2 separate regions of the Sus scrofa genome follow, and region 2 is linked to region 1. A link is a contact called in public HiChIP or PLAC-seq data. All regions are on one chromosome and are shown on one strand. Each heading gives the region's core, a stretch centred on a gene start, on an enhancer-like site or on the middle of the called end of the contact. The rest is flanking DNA. Distances are from core to core; before and after follow the strand shown.

Region 1 (4,195 bases), core at 665-3,164:
ACCAAGCCCGCGTCCTTACCCACTGACCGAGACCTCCACCACTTATTGAGCACCCACTGTATACCAGGTCCTTTGCACAAACTAGCATCTGGGTCCTTACAAGTAACACACAGGAGGGGGTGGCTGCCCTGCTGTGACCGCCTGGAAAGAAAAGCACAGAGAGAGTCAGCAGCTTGCCCAGGCCACCCAGCTGCAAATGGCAACGGGAAGACCAAGCCTCTGTGCTCTCCGGATCCCAAGCCTGCACATATTCCCCTCCACCGCCTGGCCTCCTGGAATTTGTATGGATTGTTCTTCCTGACAGTCCTGTGAGAGAATGGCCGTTTCTGCCAAGTTCCAGAGGAGCACATCCTTGAGGCAGAGGCAACATGAAAGGAAGCGCGGGCTGTTTAGGCAGATTCTGTTTTCCAGATCTGCTCTTCCCACCAAGATGCTCAGAAAGGGGACAGAAAGTCGACCTGCTTATCTCTTCTTCCATCCTGTGAAAACACGCTTTAAGCTAAACAATTTAAATACCATGTGGAAACAGTACCAGGAGATGCAGAAAGGCAGGGTCTAAAGCATCTGAATATAGTAAACAGGGTTTTGAACTTTTCTGTCCAAAATCTTCAGAATTATAAAAAGATTAATCTGTATCTACTCAGTGATTCGATCATAGTGCTGTATCTAAATAAAATTTTCCTGGTTTCCAGATGAAAAAAGAAAAATAAAAAGAAATGCCCTGTCTGCTTTAATCAGGTCCGAGCCATTTCTCCCTCTATGGTCTGTGCGTCGATAACTGTAGGAACCTGTTTTATACTCTTCAAAGTGCTTTCCTTTCCACAGGAACTGTCTCCAGATTTCATAGCTCCAGATTTCATTTCATTCAGCTGTGAGGTTAAGCCATTTACACAGAATAACAGCTAAGGGGAGTTCCCACTGCGGTTCAGCGGTAAAGAACCTGACTAGGATCCATGAGGACGTGGGTTTGATCCCCGGCCCCACGCAGGGCGTTAGAGGATCCAGCGTTGCTGTGAGGCCATAGACACCTCTGGAATCTGGCATAGCTGTGGCTGTGGCTGTGGCTGTGGTGTAGGCTGGCAGCGGCAGCTCCAACTCCACTCCTAGCCTGGGAACCTCCATATGCATCGGGTGTGGCCCTAAAAAGCAAAGAACAAATGGAACTGAGACCCTTTGGTTTTTGGTCCTCTGCTATCATCTTGCCACCTTTAAACCACTGACAAGAACCTGACCGAAAGCTGTGTTTTCTGGGGTTTCCTATGGGAAAAGCGGACCCTTCCAGGTGCGTGGAACTTTTCCTAGAATATGCTTTCTCTCTGGAGTAACTAGGAACCCACAGCAACAACACACGACCCCATACACGGTCTTAAAGAAACGTAGTTTACTTGGGGCTCTGGCTCAGAAATGCACAACAAAAAAACGACCAGAAATTCGCGCAGGTAGCAGAGGCCAAGAAGGCTTGATTCTGCAGGACTTCCAAGGTGGCAGAACAATTCTACAAGAAACTTCACCAGCCAGACGCTCGCCTGGAGCAGCAGACGGGGAAGCTCCTGAGCAGAAGGTTGGGGACAGAGAGAAGGGGAACGATGTGCCAGAGGATCGGGTCCTCCCTCCCTCCCTCCCGTCCAGGAGCCTGTCCCGCAGCCGCGCGCGAACGAGGCGGTGGGAAGGGACCGCAGCCGGCGCCTAAGGCCCGCCCTGGGACCCCCAGAGCTCCACTTACTTGCTCCGAAGTGTCCCCCCAGGTCCCCGCCTCTTCCAGCGACCCCGCGCAGAGGGGCAGCGCCAAGCACAGCCCGAGCAGCAGGAGCATGGCGGGACCGGGGCGGCGGCACTGGGACGCGGCGGGACGCGCGGGGACAGCGCGGAGGACAGCGCCGGGCTCGCGGCGGCGGCGGCGGCGGCGGCGGACGCGCGAGGCCCCGCCTCCCCGCGCCTCCGGCCCCTCCCCTCAGACCCCGGCCCCGCCTCCCCGACCCCTGCGGCCCCGCCCCTCAGACCCCGGCCCCGCCCCCCCGAGTCCGCGCTTGTCCCCGAGCGCAGGGCGCACAGCGAGCCCTGCCTTCCCCCCACCTCCTGCCCTTCAGCCCCGCCCCCTTGCCCTCTGCCGCTTCCTCCATCCAGCGCCTGTGACACCTGCCACCACCTCCCCGCGCGTGACAATTTTTTCTTCCTCTCCACTTCTTCATGGACTCTTCATTCCTGTCGCAGGAGGACGCGGCAAGGGCCAGCCTAATCCTCCACACACAGCACACCCTTCACCTGCTATAGAGTCCCGGGATGTGATACCACCCTCTCACTGCTGATACATCCTACCCCCGTCCCCTATATACACCACCCCCACCTGCTGTGTATACCCCCACCCTTTCCCCACCTGCTCTGTATACCGTATCCCCCACCTGCTTTGTATACCACCACCCTTTCCCCACCTACTAGCCCAAAGCCAACAGAAGACCTTCTCCCTTCTGCCCAGAGAACAACACTCCCCTTGGCATCCAGCACTGATGCTTACAAGCCCAGTTAAAGGATGCTCGGGTGTTCCCCTCATGGCGCAGCGGAAACGAATCTGACTAGTGTCCATAAGGATGCAGGTTGGTCCCTGGCCTCACTCAGCGGGTGGGCAATCCAGGGTGGCTGTGGCATAGGCCAACTGCTGTAGCTCCCATTCCACCCCTCTCCTGGAAACTTCCATCTGCCTCGGGTGCAGCCCTAAAAAGAAAAATTAACTAATTAATTAATTAAAGAAGGGATGCTCATTTGTAATCTAATGCAGAAAGTACTGGCAATGTTGTCCCTTTTTATGCAGTTCTGGCATAAGGGGACAGAAAAGAGGAAGCTAGAATCGGCACCATGTCATAGTATTTCTGATTTTTTTGGTTATTAATCATGCAAATGAATGTCATTTTCATAGTTGCAAACTCGATGCTATTTCCATCCTGTCATAGGAAGAATTATTATCTGCCAACCAAATCACCCACCAGCCCTTTAAATTCTGGGCTCTGTCTTTCTACCTAGTAGATACACAATATGCTGGAGGTGCTTTTTTCATCTTTCCAAAGACAATCACCTAAAAGACATTTTTTTATGTCTCTGTAACAATTACATCTAAATCGATAAGCTGAGCAATAGTGAAAAGTTGGCAACAACCTCAATGGCCAAGAGCTTCCATTCTGTGGAATATTATGCAGGTATTAAATAAGAACTCCCAGGTCTATAGTAACATGAAAAATGTTTACTGTGTCATCTAAAAGAAAAATATCAGATCACATGACCATATCAAGAATATGAGTAATTGGGTAAAAATACATATGCATAGACATAAGAACTACAAAAGATAAAAACAGTGGCTGTGTTAGTTTATGGTGATCTCTCTTTTTAAAAATATTTTATTGACTCTTGCTGACGTGCTGATTGTTTAAACAAAGACATTAAGGCAGGGGGATATTTCTGTGGTGAAACAAATGAAAAGAAAATCAGTGTCATTAGCAATTAATCACTTAATAGCCTTAACCACTGACTAATTTAAAAAAACGTGCCACCAACACAAAGCGACAGGAGCTGGTCCAGCAAGGTTTCTACAACAAAAACCTTGGAAAGGAAAGCTTTGAAATAAGTCAAAGGATTTTTATTTTTAGTGTTTTGCTAACCATGAGTTACAAATGTAACGCCAGGCCAGGGCTACTGCTGTGGCGTGGGTTCAGTCTCTGACCTGGGAACGTCCAAATGACACAGACATGACTAAAAGAAATTAAAGGCTTTCCTCCCTTTCTATTTTTTTGTAGTTCATGGGGGGGGTAACTAATTAATTTTTTTCTATTTTTGTCTTTTTAGGGCTGCATTCATAGCATATGGAGGTTTACAGGCTAGGGGTCAAATCGGAGGTAATGCTGCTGGCCTACACCACAGCCACAGCAACACAGGCTCCAAGCCACATCTGCGACCTACACCACAGCTCACAGCAGTGCCGGATCCTCAACCCACTGAGCCAGGTCAGGGATCGAACCTGTGTCCTCATGGATACTAGTCAGGTTCGTTACCACTGAGCCACCATGGGAACTCCAGGTTTCCAAAACTTGATAAGCATAGGCAATGCTTTATATTAGCCTCATTAATAAGGATGAAAAAAATTAACTGTTCCCTCCACCCCGTAAAGGGGCTGAGGTACCCCCACAGACCTGTCCTTTGGTTTTTTTGT
Region 2 (3,626 bases), core at 418-2,917, 76 kb before region 1:
TGGGAAACCTGGGTGGGGGCGCCAGCAGGTGCTGTCTGGTCAGGTCACTTCTGGGCTCTGGAAGGCGCTCTTCTCGTGGCGCAGTTCACGCTGTGCAGAACAGGAAGCTCATCTCTCTCCTCTCCCAAGGCCACTAATCGCGCCACGAGGACTCCACCGTCAGGACCTCACCGCCTCCCACTGGGGTGCAGTCAGGCTCCCGCTCCTAATTCCGGGGGGCAGAAACATTCCGCCCACAGCCATCTGTTCAGCCAAGACGTGAGGTGGGGCAATACATCCTGGGCCTAACCCACCTACGAGGACGCGTGATGCGGCTGAAGCGCTAATGTCACGTCACAGAAACGAAGGGGTGCCCTCTTGCGTGCCCAGAGCCCGCTGTGCTGGAGGGTCAGGATGCGTCATCCGCCCGAATGCCCAGCCCCGGCCTCCCGAACAAGTGCACCACCGAGAAGACAGGTGACACCCCTAACGTGAGTGGATAGAGAACGTCCGGTCCCTTTTTTTGGCGGGGGGGGAAAGGTGCCTCTTTCAATTAGGGGACCCTTAATGATGACCCATTCAGACGGCTCTCTCAGCTGAGAGAGGGGATCGGGAGCCAGGGGTGGAGACTTGCTAAGGAGCCCAGCTCGTCAACCCTTCACGACTCATTCACATCGGCGAGGGGCGGTCTGGCTGCGGCCCAGAGGGTTATGAATCCGACTGCAGGGGCTTGGCTTGCTGCAGAGGTGTGGGTTCAATCCCCAGCCGATGCAGTGGGTTAAAGGACCCAGCGTTGCCACAGCTATGGCTGGGATTCAGCCCCTGGCCTGGGAACTTCCATGAGCCATGGGGTCAGCCACTAAAATAAATAAATCGAGTTAGCAATGATGTAGCTTGAAGTGTATCCTTCTAAGCCCACCCTCCCCCTCTCTTCTTAGGGATGAACCCACAGCATGTGGAAGTTCCCAGGCCGGGGGTTCGAGTCGGAGCTGCAGCTGCTGACCTACACCACAACTCACAGCAACACCGGATCCTTAACGCACTGAGCGAGGCCAGGGATTGAACCTGCGTCCTCGCAGATACCAGTCAGGTTCTTTACCGCTGAGCCGCAATGGGAACTCCCTCAACCTTCCCACTTTAAAAAATGGTTTTTTGTTTTGTTTTATTTCTGAATAGAAGAGTAGGTGACAGACACCTCACTGGAATGCTTTTCTGTGCTCTGAGATCAGGCAGCCACAGAAGCCGGGGTACCGGCCCCGCTCTGCAGCTCCGAAGCCACACCTGGGACACAGCTCCAGCTCTAGGCACTCACACAGCGGCAGGCCACGTGGCTCCAGGGATGTCTGCCCAGATGGGACCCGGGTTTATGTAACAGGAAGGTCCCCGCAGAGCCTGCCCAGGCCCTGGCCAGCCGGGGCCCCGCTCCTCCTCCTCTGAGCTCCGCGTTGGGGGAGCAGCTGCCAGCATCCTGGTGCTTCTCATGCTGCTCCCTGCCATGAAAACAGGCAGCTGAGTTGAGTCAAAGATAACGCAGCTGCCGGCCCGGTCTGGTGGGGTCACAGAGTGGAGAGAGACGGAGACGCAGACAGAACTGAGCCTCCATCCCGCCCCCGCCCCAGCTCTGACTCTGAAGCTCCCGCAGCTGCCGGGCCCGCAGACTCACGTGGCTGTCATTCTGCTGCGATAAACAACGCCCTCCACTCTGATTCTCCTCCCAGGGCTGCGTCTGCTTCCACGTGGCATGAAAATTCTAGGGTCACCACCCACTGGAAGAAACCTTCCATGAAGCCAGCACAAAGGCTTTATTTGATTTGGTCTCACATCCAAATATCCCACTTCTCTGACCTGACTCTGCCTTTCTGTGTTTGGCTCCAACGCCGCCCGCATCCAGCTGCACCCCGACTGCAGGGAGGCCCAGGCTTCCTGACCCTCCATGGTCCCCAAAAGACCAAGCCGAGAAAAAGCTGGGAGTGGGGTGGGGGGAGGGGGACCCCGAGGCCACCAGCAGCCTCCCTTCCCCTTGATAGTGTCACTGGATTCACAGGCTCCACGGGGGGAAGGGTGGGCCTCCCTGGCTTTTGAAGCCCCCTTTACCCCTGATGTCAGCCCTTCCCCGATGGAATCCAATCTGTCCACGCTCTGGAACCAAAGCCCCTGGCTCACGCTGACTTCCTGGCCTGGCCTGTTTGGGACGTGGGAGGGCCTCTGAGATCTGGAAACTGGTCCTCACTTCCGGCCGCACACGTGAAGCCGGAGCCCCGCAGGTCGGCTCCGTGCAACCACTCACTTCCCCTCCCGGTTCTGCAAGAGCCTGATTTATCATCTCCTGGGGGACCGCAAGCAAATCAGGTCAGGATCAGGACCAAGGCTGGAGATGCAAGTGCAAGACTCATCATTCCACTGGCCGGCTCTGCAGCCCCAAGACAGGCCCGTGAAATACACCCACCAGGGCCGCCCTGTTTATGAGACGAAGTGCTCAGCTTTCTGGACTAAGTAGGAACAAAGGCAGGAGGTTTACAAAGCCCATTAGGAAGATAGCAGTATCTGGGCTGCAACGTTTCTATTTGAATCCATTTTTTTTTTTTTTAAATGAAAACAAATGTTCAAAGGGCAAGAGATGACAGCAGAAGAAAACCCTCTCCTAAAAGACCGAATCGTGTACAATGATTAAATCTATGTGCTATTTGCCTGACCCATGTCCTGGACTGGAGAGGCTCCCCTGAGGTTGGCCACACACCCGGAGAGAAGGCAGCAGTGCAAGACGGGAGATTCCTAAGCATCAGTGTAAGGCAAAGAGCAGGCTGCCCAAACTCGGCCACTTCCGCAGAGAAGACACACCTTCCGGCCACCTTCCTTCCAGAGTCAGCCCAGGGTGGGCTGCGAGACCGACAAGCCAGTTGGTACCAGGTAGAGGCTTCTTGCTGTTAACTGTGCTTTGGTGCCATCATCTGTCTCTACTGGAGATGGGGGGGGAGCAGGAAACCCCATTCTCGCATTCATGTCCCCACCCCACCCTTCGCTCAGGCAGCTGGCGGACCTCCTCACCCACCAGGGGTGGGACATGGGTGGGGGCCACCAGCCAGGAGACCAGGCATGGACAAGTGCCAAGAACCACACCACGGGGTCCCCGGTGACGCTTCCCTGCCATGCACCCTAGCGTTAAGGCGGCTGGTGTCAGAGTCCCCGGGGTGCGCCCGGGCCGAAGGTGGTCTCTGAGTCAAAGGGATGCGCCGCCAGGTAGTCCTTGTACTCCCCGTCGATCAGGTTGGCGGCGTTGTTCCCGGCAAACCAGCAGTCCACCTGCTCTTCCCCGTTGTAGATTTTCCTCTGCTTCCACACCACTGGGACCTGGTGTCCCTTCACCATGAGGATGGCCTTGGACCTCCCGCCCGCCTCGGGGACCGGAGGATTGGTAGGGTTCTTGCTGAGCCCGGCAGCCTCCTCGGTGAGACGGGCCTCCTGGTTCAGAAACTGACCTGAGAGGACAAAAAGAGGCATCAGGTCTAAGTCAAGGGCAAGCAAATGCTGTTGAACCAGTGACCTCAGTTCTGGCACCGGGGACCAGCAGATGATACCCGGAGCGAGGGGATTTGTGACATCAGGGTGGCGGGGTGGGGGGGTTCGTTGCCTGCGGTCCTAGGCTGGAT

The links. HiChIP or PLAC-seq counts read pairs in DNA pulled down with a chosen protein or histone mark.
Region 2: a contact with region 1 is called in an H3K27ac HiChIP or PLAC-seq map of skeletal muscle. The contact joins the enhancer-like site here to the promoter of ITIH5 in region 1. A contact is called at or near these places in 3 of 5 promoter capture datasets (liver and skeletal muscle), 12 of 47 Hi-C or Micro-C datasets (fetal heart ventricle, heart right ventricle, liver and 5 more) and 2 of 2 datasets of contacts at active chromatin or transcription factors (alveolar macrophages and skeletal muscle).

Annotation. Positions count from the first base shown.
Region 1 is chr10:63,686,135-63,690,329 of Sscrofa11.1, reverse strand. It overlaps ITIH5 (inter-alpha-trypsin inhibitor heavy chain H5), which reads right to left and starts at 1,914. Exons shown (of 14, transcript XM_003130820.4): 1 at 1,724-1,914. The coding sequence starts at 1,813.
Region 2 is chr10:63,762,707-63,766,332 of Sscrofa11.1, reverse strand. ITIH5 (inter-alpha-trypsin inhibitor heavy chain H5) reads right to left here. Exons shown (of 14, transcript XM_003130820.4): 14 at 1,767-3,455. The coding sequence ends at 3,154. Among named protein-coding and RNA genes, the nearest start is that of ITIH5, 76 kb to the right of the region's middle. Within about 2 kb of position 1,667, at least 10 of the 83 cell types and tissues checked have an H3K27ac peak or open chromatin away from gene starts, as enhancers often do. A contact at or near this core is called in skeletal muscle, where this site is marked.